Regions from separate parts of the Mus musculus genome. Here regions 2, 3 and 4 are each linked to region 1. A link is a contact called in public Hi-C, HiChIP or PLAC-seq and Micro-C data. All regions are on one chromosome and are shown on one strand. Each heading gives the region's core, a stretch centred on a gene start, on an enhancer-like site or on the middle of the called end of the contact. The rest is flanking DNA. Distances are from core to core; before and after follow the strand shown. Region 1 holds the start of Tmem132b (transmembrane protein 132B). Region 2 has its middle 110 kb from the start of Gm23151. Region 3 has its middle 29 kb from the start of Gm40329. Region 4 has its middle 51 kb from the start of Gm23151.

The links. Hi-C and Micro-C count contacts between places; a contact is called where the count stands out from the background. HiChIP or PLAC-seq counts read pairs in DNA pulled down with a chosen protein or histone mark.
Region 2: a contact with region 1 is called in a Hi-C map of cortical neurons. The contact joins the enhancer-like site here to the promoter of Tmem132b in region 1. A contact is called at or near these places in 3 of 484 Hi-C or Micro-C datasets (cerebral cortex and cortical neurons), 2 of 115 datasets of contacts at active chromatin or transcription factors (embryonic forebrain and forebrain) and 1 of 9 other capture datasets (embryonic stem cells).
Region 3: a contact with region 1 is called in an H3K27ac HiChIP or PLAC-seq map of SST interneurons, with 3 times the contacts expected there. The contact joins the enhancer-like site here to the promoter of Tmem132b in region 1. A contact is called at or near these places in 7 of 115 datasets of contacts at active chromatin or transcription factors (SST interneurons, VIP interneurons, embryonic basal ganglia and 3 more) and 1 of 9 other capture datasets (embryonic stem cells).
Region 4: a contact with region 1 is called in a Micro-C map of embryonic stem cells, with 2.3 times the contacts expected there. The contact joins the enhancer-like site here to the promoter of Tmem132b in region 1. A contact is called at or near these places in 1 of 15 datasets of contacts at CTCF or cohesin (embryonic stem cells), 10 of 484 Hi-C or Micro-C datasets (cerebral cortex, cortical neurons, cranial neural crest and 3 more), 6 of 115 datasets of contacts at active chromatin or transcription factors (astrocytes, embryonic forebrain, embryonic stem cells and 3 more) and 1 of 9 other capture datasets (embryonic stem cells).

Annotation. Positions count from the first base shown.
Region 1 is chr5:125,529,650-125,534,383 of GRCm38.p6, forward strand. Tmem132b (transmembrane protein 132B) reads left to right here and starts at 2,769. Exons shown (of 9, transcript NM_001190352.1): 1 at 2,769-3,041. The coding sequence starts at 2,981.
Region 2 is chr5:126,272,609-126,277,614 of GRCm38.p6, forward strand. No RefSeq gene overlaps it. Among named protein-coding and RNA genes, the nearest start is that of Gm23151, 110 kb to the right of the region's middle. Within about 2 kb of position 1,908, at least 4 of the 459 cell types and tissues checked have an H3K27ac peak or open chromatin away from gene starts, as enhancers often do. A contact at or near this core is called in cortical neurons, where this site is marked.
Region 3 is chr5:126,068,075-126,072,673 of GRCm38.p6, forward strand. No RefSeq gene overlaps it. Among named protein-coding and RNA genes, the nearest start is that of Gm40329, 29 kb to the left of the region's middle. Within about 2 kb of position 1,342, at least 6 of the 459 cell types and tissues checked have an H3K27ac peak or open chromatin away from gene starts, as enhancers often do. A contact at or near this core is called in SST interneurons and forebrain, where this site is marked.
Region 4 is chr5:126,336,145-126,340,656 of GRCm38.p6, forward strand. No RefSeq gene overlaps it. Among named protein-coding and RNA genes, the nearest start is that of Gm23151, 51 kb to the right of the region's middle. Within about 2 kb of position 1,982, at least 3 of the 459 cell types and tissues checked have an H3K27ac peak or open chromatin away from gene starts, as enhancers often do. A contact at or near this core is called in embryonic stem cells, where this site is marked.

The DNA of each region.
Region 1 (4,734 bases), core at 1,519-4,018:
CCCTCCAGACCCCTCTGCTTAGAATTTCCATAAATACTATCAGAAACACCGGCTTGGTTAACACGCAGAAATCCTCGCCCAGTGAAGGTACAGGCCAAAGCAGGGACGCTCAGAAAGCGTTAGGGGTTTCTACAAAGTCGCACAGCAACTAACCTGCCTTCTCCCTGTCAGCCATTCCACAAAACAGACCCCTCCTTCCTCTGTGGTATTACATCATCACCAGCAAGGGTCAGCTGGGGAGCGCACTCCGGCCCAGCTCTAGAGGTTCTCTGAGATGTGATGAGGTACCTCTGAACTGAACGGGAGTGTGTGTGAGGTGGGGGTAAGGTAACCGATGCCTTCCATCACCCCCGGGGATTTATGGATCTTGGCTTGTGGCCTGCCTTCCATGTACTATGCCCCTACCAAGGAAGCCATAGAATCCCTCTGGTCACAGATCCTAGCTCTTGATGACCTGGTCCAATACACCCTGGCCTCCCTCTGGCTATGGCTGCAGCCTGCGCTATCTCCATCACGGGGCTGCTGTTCAATCCCAGTTCCTCAAGAGTGGCGGTTCCTGCTGTGTTTACTTCTTGAGTCCTCACCATCCAGCCCAGGCCTCGAGCACAGTAGGTGCACAGCTCAGTGATATTCGCTAGTAAATGAAGGAGAGGTGGAAAAGGTGACTGGAGTGGCACCCAGAAGTACCTGAGGTTGGGTAGCATCCCCTACAGCCATAGTCACCAGGGAGAGGGGACACACAGAACCTCTGAACTCAAGAAGAAACCCAGAACCCAAGCGGGGTGGTGGTGGCGCACGCCTTTAATCCCAGCACTCAGGAGGCAGAGGCAGCTATACAGAGAAACCCTGTCTCGAAAAACCAAAAAAAAAAAAAAAAAAAAAAAAAAAAAGAAAGAAAGAAAGAAAGAAAGAAAGAAACCCAGAACCCACTGTCCACCTATTGATGCCTTTGCCAGGAGCATGGCAAAGACAGGATTCCTTATGAAGGAGGGCTGCAGGCAGAGCAGAATTTGTTCTTGGTAACTAACCTGCTCCTGCTCCTTATTCTTTTCTTCTTTTTTAAAAAATTGTGGAAGAGCCTGGAGCTGCCTGGACTAATGAGTCCCTACTAATGAAGTAGGTCCACCAGCCCCCTCACCAGCTGGGAAGGCCGGAGTGTGCTGATACTCGCCCATGGAGGCAAATCAGACACGGTGATAACGGCTGCAGCGAGCATGAGGGTGTTACCCTTGGCGGATCGGGTCAGGGGTTTCCTGTGTGCATTCCTGGGAATACCAGCTAGAGGCTGCCCTGACTTTATGTCTCAGGTTGGGAAATTGAGGCTCTTTGGAGGATTATGAGTTTTGCCTGCCCTGGGTTCTCAACTAAGGATGCTGGGCCACAGTCTGCATCATCCCTGTTGACTGATTTGAGGTCTGACCCATCTTTCTTTTTTTCTTTCTTTCTTTCTTTCTTTCTTTCTTTCTTTCTTTCTTTCTTTCTTTCTTTCTTTCTTTCTTTCTTTCTCTCTCTCTCTTTCTTTTTCTTTTTCTTTTTCTTTTTCTTTTTTTTTTTTTTTTTTTTTTTTTGGTTTTTCGAGACAAGGTTTCTCTGTATAGCCCTGGCTGTCCTGGAACTCACTTTGTAGAGCAGGCTGGCCACGAACTCAGAAATCCGCCTGCCTCTGCCTCCCGAGGGCTCGGATTAAAGGCGTGCGCCACCACTCCCGGCTTCTGACCCATTTTTCTACGCCAAGCCAGGACACCAGAAACTGGTGGCAGGTTGAGCAGAACCCAGACTCTAATTCAGGTGTTTAGACACCACAGCCTCTGTCTGGCTTTGCAGCCTGGTGAAGGGAACTTCCAGGGCCTCTCAGAGAAGCACCTCGGAGCTTCCCTGTTTCAACCTGTCGCCTGGACTAGGCTGTGCATTCAAAGGGACTGTAGTTTCTTGGTCCCTGTAAGCTGGGACTCTCTTCCCACGCCGGGCTGAAGCCTGGCCCACTTCGTGGACATATCGGACGACCTGCCTTGGTGGCGGAGCCGTGCCTCCTCTCCCCACTCCTTAGCACAGAAAGAGCGCTCTGATCTGCCTGAGGCTGGTAGATACTCTTGCGGGCTCTCAGGCCACACCACATCTATCACGTGCCCTAGTCTGCGCGCAGCAATCTATCCCTCACAGATGCCTCCTCTGCGGGCCTCTCCGGTAGCTTGCTTGCCTTCTCAACCCCGGGGACGCCCAGCGTTGCGCTCCCTCCCAACACTCCCTGGGAACCCGCTCCGCACTCTAAACGCTCTCTCTGTCCCTGCCCGACTACCTATTCGGGTCTCCACAGGCCTTGGCGGCCCTGTGCTCTCCCCTGGGAGTGAGTGACACATCCTGACGCTTAACCGCTGGGTGGCCGCCTGGTGTCTTGGCCCGGAGGAGGGGAGGGGACTGGGGGGGGGGGAGGACACCTCCCTGCCTCCTCTTTTTCTATTCTTTAACATCTCTGGGTATGTTCCTCCTCTCTCTTCCTCTCTTCCCTATTCCTCTTCTTCTCCCCTTCCTTTCCTCCTTTCATCTCCTTCCTTCCCTAACTCCATCCTCCTCCCTCTTCTTCTAGCCCCATTCCTCCTCCTCCTCTCCCTCCTCCTTCCTCCTCCCTTCCCCTTCTCCCTCCTCCTCCTCCTTTCCTGTCCTCCTCCCTCCTCCTCCCTCCTGGCTGCTCCCCTCCTCCTCCCTCCTCCCTCCCCTCCTCCCTGCTCGGCTCGCTCACTCTCGCGCTGGCTGGAGGGGCGGCCGGCAGCTGGCGCTGGCCGAGGCGGCGGCGGGATGGGACGCGCGCTGGGGCGCAGGAGCCGCGGCGCCGGCGGGGGCCGCGCAACTCCGGCCAAGTGCAGGGCGGGCGCGCGCTGAGCCCGGGCGCCGTCTGCAGCCGGCGGCCGAGCGCGGAGCTGAGAGGTGCGGGAGGCGGCGGCGCAGGAGCGAGCGGAGCCCGGCGCCGGCTCCCGGGAGGACCATGCGGGCCCCGGCCGCGTCGCTCGGGCTGCTGCTGGCGCTGAGCGCGCTCCGCTGCGCAGGTAACGCGGCCGCGTCCCCTCCCCGACCCCGCGCGCAAAGTTGCTGCCTGGGTCCCAAGTCCCGGGCGGCCGCCGCCTCCTGCTCTTGGCGGGTCTGGGGAGCCCCGGGCGGCCCAAACCCCGCGCGCGTCCCCTTTGCCTCCTCTCCAGTCCCAGCTGCCCTTTGGATCCTTTTGGGGCTCCGGGAGCCACAGGCAGGGCTCCCTGAAATACCCCTCCTTACGCTGCCTGGCACCCGGGCCCCGGGGTCTGCTGGAGATGTAGTGGCCCAGCGTCCGTGGATTGCTGTCCTGTTGTCTGGACACCTGCGGGGCCTGGAGGTCGTCTGGGCTGGCCATGTCTGGCTTGGCTGCAGTCCTTCCCGCGCCTGGTTGCCCCTCTGTTTCCAGCCTCCCAAAGCTACCCGCTCCCCCAAGTGGCTCCCGCTGTCTCCCAAAGTAGCTTCCGCAGGCAGCCAGGTGACCCTGCCGCTCACCCTCTGGAAGCGCGGGTCGTCCCAGCACCCTGACCCATACGTGGTCTAGCAGGACCCGGGAGCGTGGTCCGCTCAGGCACCTAGTGATGTCTAACGTGAAGGTGTTCAGAGCCCTCGCCCCGGGATCCGGGAGTCTGGCTCCAGACTGGCACCTGCGCAGCTGTCGCCTAAACCCCGCGAATGGGGGAAGTCAGAATAGCCAGTTATATGCTGTTTGCAGCCTGGGATGGAGTTGGCTAGGTTCAGCCACCTCGGTGTTGCTACGTGTTGGTTGTAGAGGAAGCTTATCCTAAAATGACAGTACCCCCCTCCCCCACCCCAGGCAAGTAGAGACAATCCCAAAGGCTGGGAAGAAGCGACAGTCACGAGCCCTGTTCATGTGCGTATGAGGGCTGTGTTCTCCAGACCTTTAAAGCCCACGTTTTGGGAGCAGGTAGCTTTAGACTGAGAGCTTCGCTTCCCATTCCTTAAAACAAAAACCGACCGTACAGATACCCAGAACGCGGAAGGAAAAATGCACCCTCAACTTTGCGGCTCCGACTGCCTGGGTGAGGTCGCACTTAGGAGTAAACCTGGATGCCAACTTGTTTGGAAGGATGACTGTGCATAGGCAAAAGTAAATATTGCCTTCCTTCTAGATGACCTCAAGTGACCCCAAATATTTACTAAGACTTTCCCCTTGGAGAGATGGTGGCCAGCCTTGGGCTTTGTTTGCACCACTGGAGGATGGCTCTGGTCCTCAAGTGGAGGGCTCTTCCTTGGCGCCGTTAATGAGCAACCTCGAGCTGCTTGCTCTTGGAACTCCCCTGTGGGTTGGAGAGGGGCACTGACGGGGGTCCAGGCCATTTCCTCAGAGCGGAAGCTCTGAGACGCGGTTGCCAAAGTGCACAGTCCCTCGGACTTGCAAATTACAGTGTTGTGGCTATTTTCTCTCTCCACGGGGGTCAGCGTTCGCCTGGCTGTGTTCAAAAAGCCATCCTGGGCAACCTTGAAGGAGGAAGCTGCCTGTTTCTTGCCTTGTGCCAGAACGAGTCCCCTCACCCTGTCCAGCCCCACCCAGCTACAGAAGAGCCTGTGCGTGGATGGCTCTGGGAGGCTTGTGGTAGAAGAGAGGATGTGCCACCCCTGGGAACTCATTCCCGGCCCTCCTAGGAGGTGTCAGTGCAGCTCTCGGCTGCATAGCTTGCCATACTTTGGGTCCTCGGTTGCCCATGCCTT
Region 2 (5,006 bases), core at 658-3,157, 740 kb after region 1:
CTTCAGAGATGTCCCTTCTGTGGTCTACTTCCTCCACAGAGGTCATGCCTCCTAAAGTTTCCAGTATTTTCCAAAGGAAGGTCATCAGGTGAGGGCCGAGTGTTTCAGCTCTCAAGCTTGTAGGAGATACTTTCCTAGTCAAGCTATAAAAATAGGTGTGAGAAAATTTATTTTCCAAGGCTCTAGGTTCTATGAAAGAACTGGGAATACACAAGGGCATCCCCCCAGATATGGTGCCAACTCCAAGATCCACTGGGATGTACTGAGTTAATTCCTCCACTATCCAGGAACATGTAAACAAGAACAAGATCATCTTTTTCACGTCACACATGTCTTGTGTTCTGTAATTTCCAGGTTCATGCTCAGCTACAGCAGGTCTGATCAAAGAAGAGATGCCTGCCATTTCTGGAGTAAAGTATATAAATCTAATAAGCTTTCTCCACCTGCCTCTGCTTTCTGTATTAGGTCAGTGGAGAAGGCAGAAGGTAGTCATCAGAACCCAAGATCCAAGAGTCACGAGGAGTCAAGCTCTACACTTCGAAGGTTCTGCGACTACCCTCACATGCAACGGTAGCTGTTGATGAATGCCCTGGCCAATTGGAAAGCCTCTTTCCAATGCTGTTCCAAAACCTACTGCCGTAAACACATACAAAAAAAAAAAGCCTTTTTTTTTTTTTTTTTTTTTGGCACAACACAACCCAGAAATAGATTTTTTTTTTTCCTGTTTCAGCCACGGGCTGCTGTAGAGGTGGCAGCATTGTTAGTTACCAGATTCTAAAATAGACTTGGTACGTTCGCAGTGGCACAATTCCCAAATCGAATGGAAGGCTAGAGCTCTGGGCTTCCCAGTGATGGATGGTGTTCACAAGGGCTAAGGAGAGCCAATAAATCATAAGAAATTTGTACTGTGAATAGAGCTGGAGCCTGCAGCCTGACATTTCACACACCTTAAATGAAGAATAATGGGCCCTTCTCCGATCATTTACCCAATAGGTAGAATAAAATACCAGCGCTGAAGGGACTTTTAAAGCAATCCTGATGAAACACCCTCAGCTTAATCCAGATATTTATTTTGTTCTATGGACTTGATGGACTCTGGGCGTAAATGAATAGAAGAGACCCACTCCTTTTTTCCTTGAGGAACTTCTGTTTTAAGCCAAACTCACCAGAAGACATAAAATTTAAAGATGTGTACATTGGATGCATATAGAAGGTACTATGAAGGTTTGGGCAGAGGGGTGCTTTGCATATCCTAAAAGAAAGAGGACAACCTGGAGCACGGAGAGTGGCAGGCAAGCAAACATGAGGAGAGCATCCAAAGGAGGAGGGAGTTTGAGACTGAAGGAATGAAGTGTACACAGAGTGATATACAAGGAAAGAGGGTCAAAGTTCTTAATCTGGAGAAACCTTCAAGTTTTTCCTGTGCATAAACTCTGTCCCATTTAGCTGTGTGTGTGTGGAATGCAAGGTAGGGGGTGGTAGTATAAAAAGTTGGGCAGTGTTAACCAGAAGAGGAATCTTACCGCAGGAAGAAGAGATGTGCTTTGTATTGTTACTAAATGATAGATGTGTTTAAAGGGCTTTACAGGCACATGCATTTGGTGATCAATCATACGAAACACACACAGGCTGATGGTTCTGATGGAGGCATCCATCCACTGCTTGTAGAGAACTTTGTAACATCTGCCGGGAGGTGGGCTTCCCTGGGGCACATCTGTGTGCCATCACGTAAATGCGCAGTACCATTTCAAGGTGAAGAGTAGTGAGTTATTTTATCATCAGGATTTTAATCTACCTTCGCATCTTCCTGGTGCTTCTTTTTAATGCTTCTATCAAGACGTCGTATATTCACTCCATGCAAATAGCCAGGCCCTGTGGAAAAAAAGCATCTCCCGATTGCCTACAGATGGCCTGATTCACAAATAGAATTGCAGCACTGAATGTCATATGCTTCGAATGCTGGAACAGTTTCAATAAGGAGAGAAATCCTTGTAAGAAATATTGTATCCATATGGCTAGATATTAAACCTTTGTGGAAATGGAGCTTTATGTCTTTCCAATGATGTCCTAGTATACCATCATGTGGGTTACGATCCCAAATGCTGAACGAGGTCTAACAGGTAAAAAGGTAAAAACAAAAACAAAAACAAAACAGAAATCAACTCAAAGCACCCCTGTCTCTCCATCTACCTTTCTACCACTACCCATATCTATATATAATGTTTTCAAGGTATTTGTAAAATTATACACACAGATGATATAAACCTATAGTTTTAAAAAAAGAGAACACATTATTAACAATATACAGAGCACAAGTTGCTGGGTAGATTGCATAATAATAAAAACAAATTTTTGAGAGATGGTCATATTACCCAGACTTGGCTAGCCTGTGTTTTCCCTTTTGTAGGGCAGGTTGGCCTACTCAAAGAGATCCACCTGCCTCTGCCTTTACCTTCAGAGTGCTGGGATCCAAGGTCTGTGCTGCCGTACCTAACAGTACAAACTTTTTATGTGACTCTTTTGGACTATGCCTCAAAATGGTAAATTTTAACTGAGCTGTTTGATAGGTTTGGAAGGAGAGCCCAGAGAGGCTGCCTTGGGGACATGGCAGGGCCATCACATCTGGAACCTCAAAGCATCTGTGGCTTGCCTGTACATGGTAACCCAGTCAAGATATCATCATGGAAGGGGGGCAATGCTCCTGGGTCTCCACCCATAGCAGAAGCATGACTGGCAGTTGACAGCTGTTCCAGAAGGAAGAGAGGATTTTCCTCAGTTGTGATCTAGAGGATGGTCTCACACCCATGTGGATATGGGTAGCACTAACTGGACTCCTGTGGGTTCTAGAAAAGGAAGAGGAGGAGGGTGAAGAGGAAGAGGAGGAGGAGGAGGAGGGTGAGGAGAAGAAATTGGAAAATGTTGTGGGGATCTGGGAGCAGTTGGGGAGAAGAAAAGATAAATATGATCAAAACAGATTGTATGCATGTTTAAAATTCTCAAGAAGTAAATAAAAGGCTTATTTTTGAAGATCAAACACTAATAACAAACAACAAAGATTAACCCTAAGATTTGACTCGCCCATTGAACAAGGTTATGCTCAAATCATTCACTTGCTTTCAATAATTAAAACAGGGAACTGAGAGAATGCAAAGTAACTTCTGAATGGGGTGAGTCCAGGCTGAGGTTGCTACCTGGGAGTCTGAAGGAGAGGTGAGGCACCTTCTCTCTGGCCAATTTGTTGATTAAAATAAAGCACAATGAACTTGTCAGTACAGAGAAATAAGCTTTCAAAATGAACTCTGGAGTGGAGCTTTGGATTACCTTGAAAGGCCAGAACATCCATCAACAGTGCGTTTAACGAGGCACAAATGAGCTGTAGGTGAACACAGAGTGACCTCCTTAGACTGTCTCCCTCTTTGCCATGTACTCAGCACTCCTTTATGACAGAAACACAAACATTCCCTTTACCAGTCTGGATCCTGTAAGCATTAGAGATAATGGTTCTAGGTTTTGCTTTTTGTTTTCTCACACGTGTGTGTGCATGTGTATGTATATGTGTGTGTGTTGTGTTTTGTTGTGTTATGTGTGTGTTGTGCATATTGCACACGTGTGAATGGGTGCGAACCCATGAATGTACATGCAGTGGCCATGCAACGACATTGGATGTCTTTCTTGTATTGCTCTCTGTCTTACTGCCTTCAGACAGGATCCCTCCCTCCACCAGAAGCTCAGTTTCTGCTAGCCTGGCTAACAGCAGGATCTGCCTGTCTGACTGTCTCCAACCCCCAGTACTGGAGCTACAGACATCTATCTGCTATCATGACAGCAGGACCTCAGAGGGTGAACTGAAGTCCTCATGCTGGCAGGGCACGTGTTCTTACACACTGAGCCATCTCTCCTGTTCATGCTACTGGTCTTGAGTTATACAGTACCAATTTTATGTGCAGAAGGTAGTCTACTAGGATTCTATAGAGGCTTACATGCTAGAAAGATAGATGGCCCAGAAATGGCCATCTGCACACTGGAGAGGCAGAGAGGTAGGCTCCCAATCCAGAGAATGATACATCTCATGAGTGCTACACCAGGGCTGAAAGCCTAGAAAAATTCCTGGACAACTGTAGACATGGAGTCTGCTTTAGGGTTGAAGATGCTCTAGTCTAATGCTCAGCATAGGGCAAAGGGCTTGCAGGCACGTGAGGCACCTCCTTCCAGCTTTTCATTGTGGTAACCACACACTAGAAGATGCTGACCAATTAAGCACACACAGACACACTAGATCCACTAAATCCACTAAAGTTTCAACCAAGTAGTGTGAGCCAACCACAGTATGCAACATTGCTCAAATATTTACCAAAAGACACGGAAATGTCCAATGTGTTAAAAACAACAACAATAATTGTGACATGGTTATTTTTTGGCCTCAACCTAGATGATGGACTCTAAAATCTTAATGGAGAATACCCAGCTGGAGACATAGACTAGAGGTAGGATGAGAAGGGCAGACACTTGGGGCAGAAAAGGGTGTTAGAAAAAGTCAAAAGTACAGATAAGCAAAGAAAGAAAACAGAAACTGTCAGCTAGACTAAAATTCAGAGGGAACCTCTGTTAAGGTTTGGTGCCATATGTTCGTCTATCTAGCCTGCCTCCGGCTGTCATGGCCTCGCAGAACTGATCAGCTGCAAATGGCCAAGATTTGAGCTTTCTGGCTCCTCTTATGTCCTTCTGCACCATGGCAGTGATCAACTTTCTCATCTCCATCACTGAATTTTTAACTCCGGTACAGGCTGCCTATACACTAGGCAGTGAGTCTCAGAAGCCAGACATGTACCCGAAGAATATCTGCCAGGAAATACTTTCCCCTACAGCAAGGAGAAACAGGGAGAATCAGAGAACTCAAAGTGGGAAGTTGTTCTCAGAGCTCTCAATGGGTTATTATCATTCCTGCTTGATGAGTCTTTTCTTGAGGAGAGAGAAGAGGGTGTGCTTGGGCTTCTCTATGCCAGGTG
Region 3 (4,599 bases), core at 92-2,591, 540 kb after region 1:
TGCCTGCATGCACGTTACACGCAAGCCTTGTGCCCGCAGAGGCCAGAAAAGGGATTGGTTCCCTGCAACTAGAGTTACAGATGGTTGTGAGGTACTGTGTGGAACTGGTGGGAACTGAACTTGGATCCTCTATAAAAGCACTCAGTGCTTTTAAGTGCTCAGGCATCTCTCCAGACAGCTGTTTTCATGTACAACCTAGGGCCACCTGTCTAGGGATGACACCGCCCACAGTGGACTCGGCTCTCCCCCACATCAGTCACTAACAGAAATATAAAAACTTCCCCACAATCATGCCCACAGGAGACAATTCCTCAGCTGAGGTTCTCTTTTCACAGATGAGTCTAGTTTGTGTCAAGCTAACAGAACTAACCAGCACAACCCCAGTATCTTGATACCTAGATATGAACAGTGTTCTGTGTGCAAAATCATAGACTCAGATATACTCCATGAAGTCAGGAGATAGGAGATAATCATTACTGACTTTTCCCTTTAATTGTCTGGATTTGAGGACAAAAAAAGAACCTCACCACATTCAACTGCATCACATAAATATTTCTTGGAAATAACTTGCTTCGTTTTTATTTTAAAAGAAGCTACTAGAATTAAGCCCTGTTTTATAGAACAACATGACAAGCACATTTATAAAAGCGAATGTACCAGGAATTATGTAAGAATGCTGAAATCATTTTTCTCTTTGTAGACAGGCATAGAGTTCTTTTCTATTTATATGCAAATGTCAGATTGCATAGCTTATTATATATATTTTTTGCACAATTCTCAAATCATATTTATTGCACAGAGTTTAGATGAGTGGAATCCTGGGTTGATAGCCAGGCCATTCTGATACTAGGTTTAGAAAATTCATCTCTGCACCAAAATGTGCTTTTTCATTCTGCATATGACGTGCCGTACACATCTTAACTTTCATACATACATTACTCCATTTTGCACAAGAATATAATAATTTGTGGATTTTAAAGTCAGCATTAAATTTTAATCATTTTTAAAGACTTGGCATGTGTGTGTGTGCACGCGCGCACAGTTACCTGGGAAGTCCAGAAAGGATATTAGATCCCCTGAATCAGGAATTACAGGCATTTGTGAACCTCTGACATAGGTGCTGGGAACCTAACTATGTCCTCTGTGAGAGCATTTTATGGCCTTAACCTCTGAGCCATCCCTCCAGCCTCCAGCATAACATTTTAAAGGAGACAGCAGCCTTTTAGATGTGCAGAAATGCCCACTTTCTCCTTAAATGTCTGCCTGGTATGAACTTTCAAGTCTTTCCTGACTTAGTTTAAGTTTCCCTGGCTTCTCTTTATCCGATTGCCTCCTTTGTCCCTGTGTGTTTAAGTCCTTTCTGGGAGAGCTGCCTGTAATTAAAATGATTACTAATTGTATTTTTAATCAGTTCCTGCCTAATGAGAAATTACAAAAACAATTTGGTCCCTGCCGGGAGGTGAGTGACCAGAAAATAATTGCTATTTAAGTGATGAAGTTTCTCATACTTAAAGGCTTTCCCACAGATAAGGGCTTCTGAGAAAGGAGGGAGGGTGGGTGGGAGGGGGAGAAAGGGTGAGAAAGAGAGGGAGAGATACCTGTTTAGAGTAGGTTGGGGTACAAGTGGGAGAGAAAAAAAAAGGTCAACTTTGGATGTGGTTTCCTCTGCTTCTGTCTTAGATACTTTTCCTATCCCTTTTATAAAATATTCTGGAAACAGCAACTCTAAGAAGGAGGGGCTCATTTTGGCTCGGACCATCATGTTGAGAAAGACATGAGGGCAGGATCTTGAGGTGGCTGGTTACATTGTATCCAGGAAGCAGAGAGACAGATGCTGGCGCTCGGCTTGCTTTCTCCGTTTTGATCCAAGACTCCAGCCCATGGGATAGTGCTGCCTAGGTTTAAGGTAGGATTTCCCACTTTATTTAACCTAATCAAGATGGTTTCTGGTAGACACTCACAAAGACTGGTGTAGATAATCCCTCATAAGTGTGCCCAGGAAATGGTCTCTGGGTGATCCTCTATCCTGCCAAGTTAACAAGCAACATTAACCACCACAGCTTCCAAATTTAAAAGGACAAGGAGGTTTGAGAGAGGTCTGGGTTCTTTGTTTAGGACCCATTTGTTCCCCGTGCATTTAGACATTCTTCAGAACTCTGGGGGTAGCGCCATCAAGTCAAGCATACTCCAAGAAATGGCTTTGAGAAGTGGTCAATTGGCTGTCTTGCTTTTTAGGACTGTTATTCACCACTGTATAGTATTTCCTTAGTTCACCTTCATTTTCATCTTCCTAGCCAGTCACATTTCTTCTTAGCTGGGGTCCTTCTCTATAGATCTAATGTCTTCTTGTGATGGGCATTGTGACATTAGTCATTTCAATTCACTCTAATGGACACACAAATCCACCGTTCACAGGCATAAACAGAACGAGATCCTTCTATGGGGATGTCATCGCCCCTGAGACCCTGAAGTACCCAGTTAACCCGTGGTTGCTATCCTTTTAAGATTTGCCTATCATAGGTTTAATTAAGAGCCATATGCAACCTTCAATATGTTCCTTTAATTGCAGATAAGACAACCAGGGGTTCTTAGTAGCAAAGCCCAACTTGTAAGAGCAAAGTTTTCTGGGATGTCAGAAACCTTGTAAGAGCAAAAGATTCTGAGATCTTGTGCGCCACAGGTCTCCACTGTTGTTGTGGTCCTGAAGATGACTGGGACATAGGAGGTGAATGATAGTTCTAGAAACTGTCAATACCTCAATTTGGCAGATATGGAAAGCTTAAGGCCCCCACCTCTGCCACTGCTTCCTGTAGAACAGGGATCTCACTGGTCCTCGTGAGTGTGGTCTGCTTGCATGGTACATAAACACAGCGAGAGAATAGGTGGTGGTTTGCTGTTTCTTATATACCGGTAAGTTTAGAGAAAGCTGCAGAGGCCACAGGCGTTCCACTGTCCACCAGAGAAATGAGTGAGCAGTGTCTTCCAGTGAGGTGGAGAGAGGACTGGAGGTCCAGGTGATGCCCACAATCCAATTCTGAAATTTAGGATCCATCACAGAAATGAATGGCTTCTTTTGCCAAGTTAAAAGAGGGACAGGTTGGAGGTCTTTTCTGGTTGGCAATAAATGGTTACCTCATAAGATATGACACACTTTTAAATTAGTTGCTTTATAATTTTTTTCATACAATATATTTTGACCATATTCTTTCTACTCTTAGTTCCTCCCCATCCTCCCTACCCACACTTAGTTCTTTCTCTTTCTACCAAAACAAAAAACAAAACCAAAAACTATAAAAGCAAAACCAATAAGACAAAAATTACCAAAACAATACAGAACCAAAGAATACACAAAGACACATGGAGTTCATACTGTATTAGCCAAATACTTGTACACATAGAACCTGCCCTGGAATGCTGTTGATACAGATTCTGACACTCCACTGAAGAAAAGTGGTCTCCCCCTTTCCCAGAAGGTATAAATTGTGAATAGCTTTTTGGTTAGGAGCCCATGTCCCCTTCTCAGTACTGGGATTTTATGACTCATTTTGTGTTGTGTATTCCTGTAATGATTTCTATACCACAAGTAGAGAGAAATGGGTTGGTGTCACCTATAGAACCCTCCATGTATGACTGGCCCTTGTCACAGATTTACTCCCTGTCTGTGCTTGACGGAGTTTTCTGTCTCAATCTCTTCATCTGGGATTCTAGCCCCAGGTACTACCGAGGTGCCCTAGCTCCCCATGCCCGCTGGGTCACACAGCAGTGTCCAAAAACACTGAGATATTGTGGGGAGAGAGCTCTAGTTTGCAGAGCCAACACCATGCTATTTTATTCTGACTTATTCCTTCTTCCAACCATTATATTATCCACAAGTATAAATGTGGATCTGATTTATTCCTTTTCAGTTGCTAATTAATACAGATTCGCAATCCGTTTCCCCAGCCCCATGGGTCCAGATGTGTTTCAGAATGTAAACATCGTTTGGAGTTTACACACTGGTAACACATTTATCTCCCGTGTCTTACTTAGCATATCCCATTGAGGTCTAGGGCAGGACTTCACAACCAAACATATTAATTTTGGGGGTAGTGAGACATACAGAATTTATGTCCAATACAGAATTTATGTCCAATGTCGTAAGTGAACAAAACAGTCAAACAACCAACCTCCTGATAATTTAGATTGGGTGTCGCTGTCAAAAAAGGTTTGGGCTTCAATAAACAAGACAACAACAACAAAAGTCGGAGTAGTTTTAGCCTTCAGAGATTTTTAGGTTTCAGAATGAGGCGAGATTGCAGACCTGACATTAGTTGCTTGAGTATTCCACATTGTATAGTGGTCATGCTAGCCTGGACCACTTTGCCCTTTGATCCTGCAGGGCAGGACCTTCTTTCCCCCGGGAGGTCTCTTCTATTGTTGTTCAAATGTGTACCTCCTACAGACTATAGAACCTAAAACAGAGTGATGGGGTAGAGTTTCGATTTTGTTTTGCAGCTGCCCAAAGCAACTTTCCAAGATGAGGAAATACTCCATTATCCATATTTGCTAATCGGATAACCCTTAACCACATACATCTATCAAGAACTTAGTGTTTGCTTA
Region 4 (4,512 bases), core at 732-3,231, 810 kb after region 1:
GGTGGTGTGTATGTGTGTTTCTTCTTTATGTTTAATTAGAGTGAAGAAATAGACACACATAAGACACATTCTGACTATTTTCTTTTTGTGTTTTAGTTCAGTTTACATTCCAAAATATTTGCCCAATATCCTCAGCCAGGCTTGTTGCAAGCCACATGCTCTGATGAGTGGCATCTATGTGGGTACTGCTCTGGGATTTCTTCCTGGGAAATAGAAACATCTCTGTCTCTTAGACACAGTACAGCCACACCAAAGGATGTATTCATCCAAGTCTAGCTCAGTGGGCTTACTGAGGTCATTTCTTTTTTTTTCAGGAACATGAAGGATTACTCACAGGAACATGAGTGAAGGGTTGCTCAAAGGAGTATGGATAAAGGGTTAACTATAGGAATTTAAGCTACCTCAAAGGAACCTGTTTCACCCCAGTGTGATTGACAATCTCATTACAGCTACTTGGTTTAATACTTTCTGTTTCAACCTCTACCATCTATGTATGTAATCAACCCCAAGACTAGACATGACTGGTGTCTGCTGGTAAAGAGTGGTGCCAGAAATACTGGAGGAGGGTCTGACTATATTCCTCTCCTGTCCTAGGGGTGTTGTTCAGTCAGTCTCATCTCCTTATTGCTGTGGGGCTCTTGTTACTTTTTTGTCATGACGGTGGGGCCAAGATTGACTGTAGGTCACCATAAATGTCTCTGTAGAATGGTGGCTGGGCTGGTAGTAATGTCCCAGCCAAAGGAAATTACTCTGCTATAGTAATATGTAGGCAAAACATTTAATAACTGATCCAAGCCTTGGAAGAGACAGCAAGACCCTTTGGGAAAATGGAGGGCTAGGACATCATCCCTGGTCACTTTCTTGCCCCTCAGAGGGAGGCATCTTGAGACTGAGTCTCCTGCTTTCCCATGAGCTTTGGGGAATGCTGCTTCCCATAGAACGATGAAACGAAGCATAACCATTCCCCCCCCCTTTGCCCTCCCCGCTCTTTCCCCTCCTGCCGCCCCTAAGCTGGCTATAGTGATTAGATAACCTGTCAGGAAAAAAAAAATCAATTCTCCTCTCATCAGCCATTGGTTGCCTGTAGCTCTTCATCTACATATGGGAATTATGAGATTTCTCCCATTCATATTGGGATGTCAATAGGTCTTGCTTAGATGATGTACTTCCTGGTTGGTTTTATGTCAACTTGACACAAGCTGGAGTTATAGAGAAAGGAGCTTCAGTTCCATGAGATCCAGCTGTAAGGTATTTTCTCAATTAGTTGTGGGTGGGACCATCTCTGGGCTGGTAGTCTTGGGTTCTATAAAAAAGCAAGCTGAACAAACCAGGGGAGGCAAGCCAGTAAGTAGCATCCCTCCATGGCCTCTGCATCAGCTCCTGCTTCCTGACCTGCTTAGTTCCAGTCCTGACTTCCTTTGGTGATGAACAGCAACATGGAAGTGTAAGATGAATAAACCCTTTCCTCCCCAACTTGTTTCTTGATCACAATGTTTTGTGCAGGAATAGAAACCCTAAGACAGATGACTATATTACTGAGATTTCATGGGTGTAGATTCCTTTTCCTGTCTAAAAGAGCATTAAACACATGTGCATGTGTGCATGCGAGCTTGCATGTGTGTGTGTGCGTGCCGATTATAATTAAGGAAAGGGGGCATAAGAGGACCTGGAGATGGGAAAGTGAAGGATGGAAGCGATGTAAATACAGCACTAACATATAAACTTTACAAAGGAATTGAAAACCTATCCTTTGCTTCATTCAGAACTGACATCACAAAAGGGAAACAATAAGTAACCCCTCCCTTTTGTGGTACATGGACCAGGAAGTTAATATCCACAACTTCTTACTTCCTGCTTAAGTAACAAATACCTTTGTTACTTAAACAAAGCGCAGCAACTTGCTGTGTTTTCCTCACTGAACCTGGTCAGGCACTTGCCTTGGCCTGGCATTGTCATGTAGGCTCTGCATCTCCATCTCTAAAGGAGGAGGAGTTCATGTGAAATAGAGGAAGTTCTGGCTAACCACAATGGAGTGTGCATGAAGAAGCAACTCTGGAACCTGCCAGCTTGCAGTCCTAGGAAAACAATGTCACTAGAGGGAATAGCAGGACATTTGAGATATGAAAGAATATGGAGAGAATCCTGGGAGATAAAAGCTTAAATGGTGGTGGAGGTGGGAGGTATAAGAAAGGAAGGGTAGAGGGTGGGCTAACCACAGTTAAAGTATGAAGAAGCCTTCCAAGGTCCCACTAGTTTGCAAGCTAATTTAAAAATGTATTTTTTTTAAAAGGGAATTTAAATGGACGTTCTCCTTCTCTACACAAAGACTGGAATTGTCACCTACTAAAGAACACTGTTGTGAAATGGCTCATGTTCAGGGTACAGTCTAACACTCACAGGTTCCCAGATGTCAGAGCAAGGACATCAATAGTGAGCACTGGGAACCATGTGGAAGCAGAAAATACAGTGTGGTCCTTCTAGAAGGGGACCACAGGGCAGGAGCCAGGCAACTGTTGCTAAGGAGAAGCAAGAACCTGAAATTGCTGTGTTTGATCATCATATATGTTTGAGTCAGTCATGGTCAGGCATCTTACACACTGGGATTCCTTCCGATTTCACTCGCAAATGTAAATTCAAAATGATACAGAGACATGCTCCTGAGCCAGGGCTGTTTTCTTTGTCACGGAATGAATCACTGAGTGACAAATTTTGCAGGAAGCCAAGCACAGAGACATCATGAAGCTGCATGTCTCCAATGTAGGATGTTTTGGGGACGTTTATGGGATAGAGGAGTAGAGTTGGTCCAGGGCACAAAAGAGCAAGACTACAACCTAGAGAGAGAATTGAGGGGGTTGGATTAGAAAAGGGTTTTCAGATATTTATGGAATGAAAAAGCAGGTTATGGGGCAGGGAGGTTACTCAATATGAAAGAAGTCATGCATCATCAGGCTTCGACAGACACTTGCTTAGGAGACAGAAACATGAGTGTGATTTGAAGATTGGCTTATCATCCCATTAATAGTCACCCATGTGACACTTGGCACAGGGCAAGTGAAGGGCTTGGGATTTCACCCAGTGCATGTGAGGGTGTAAAGAAAAACAGTCTCTGAGTTTCTTACAAACAGCTCAGACAAACTTTGCCATCAAAGACCACACACCAGGCGTGCTGCCTGCTGCAGGGGAAGTGGGGAACAGTGGATAGAGAGCAGCCATGTGGTCTTCCACGATGGTTAGTGATGGATACGTCTCTGGGGCTCAGCCAGGGTTTCTCTCAGTCTCAGAACATGAACTTTTACCCTTAGTAAAAAGTTGACTTTTCATGAACGTAATATCAAGCCCAAGTACAAGAGACAAGAGGACACACAGAACTTGATACAGGAGCCTGGTAGAATGAGAAAAACACAGACTGTTTCTGTCAGAGTGGCCCCTCAGGGCATCTCGTCTAACCACAACATTGTAAAGATCAGTGATTGACATAGCCCGGGTATTGGACAACTTACCAGAGAAGACACGTTTAGGGTAGGGTAATTATTCTTTAAACACATTAAATTGTACATATAAACATTCTCTATGAACTAAAGCCCTATGCATAAGTAGCTTGTCTATTAAATTCTACAAATTTCTCAGAAGAATTAATACTAACTTTTCTCAAAGCCACTATATCTTTTTTTTTTTTTTCTGTTTTGGTAACTCACTGCATCTAATTGCATTTGACTGCAAAAACGTGGGTGGTTGAGGGGCTGTCTGCTTCAGCTTACCAGAATTTACACCACCAAGGAAAGTGACTCCCTCTCCCCCCCCCCACACTATTAAAGAGTTTTATGTACATGTGTGAAACTGTAAAAGAATAAATGAATTCCATTTTTAGAAATCTCCAAAATCATCAGAGGCAGGAACACTTCTCAATTCATGGTGTGAAGCTGGTGCTATTTAGAGATCACAGCCAAGGAGAGTCCCCAGTAGAAAACTACAAAACAAAACTCTTATCACTATGGACACAAAAACATCCCACTATTCACATAAGGAAAGAAACACACAGATGGGACATATCTGAGTGATTAAAATCATGTAGAAGCTAGAGAGGTGACTCAGCAGTTAGAATTGCTTGCTAGTTTCCTAGAGAACCTGAGTTCAATTCCTGCCACTCAGATTTGGAGGGCTCACAACCCTGTAACTCCAACTTCAGGGAGATAAGATGCCCTCTTCTGGTCTCCGTGTGCATTGCAATTACAAGCCACACACACACACACACACACACACACACACACACACACACACACCATTAAAAATGTCATTTAATCATCTGAAAATCAATGAACACAGCACACTGCATCAACAAAAAACAAAACAAAACAAAACAAAACAAAACAAAACAAAACAAAACAAAACAAAAAAACACTCGATCAGCTCCAAAGACACAGAGAAAAGGTAAAATTAAATTCCATTTCATAACATCTTGATGGGAGAGAATTTGTATATCCTAAAAATGCCACCCGCAAGCCTTCTGAACAG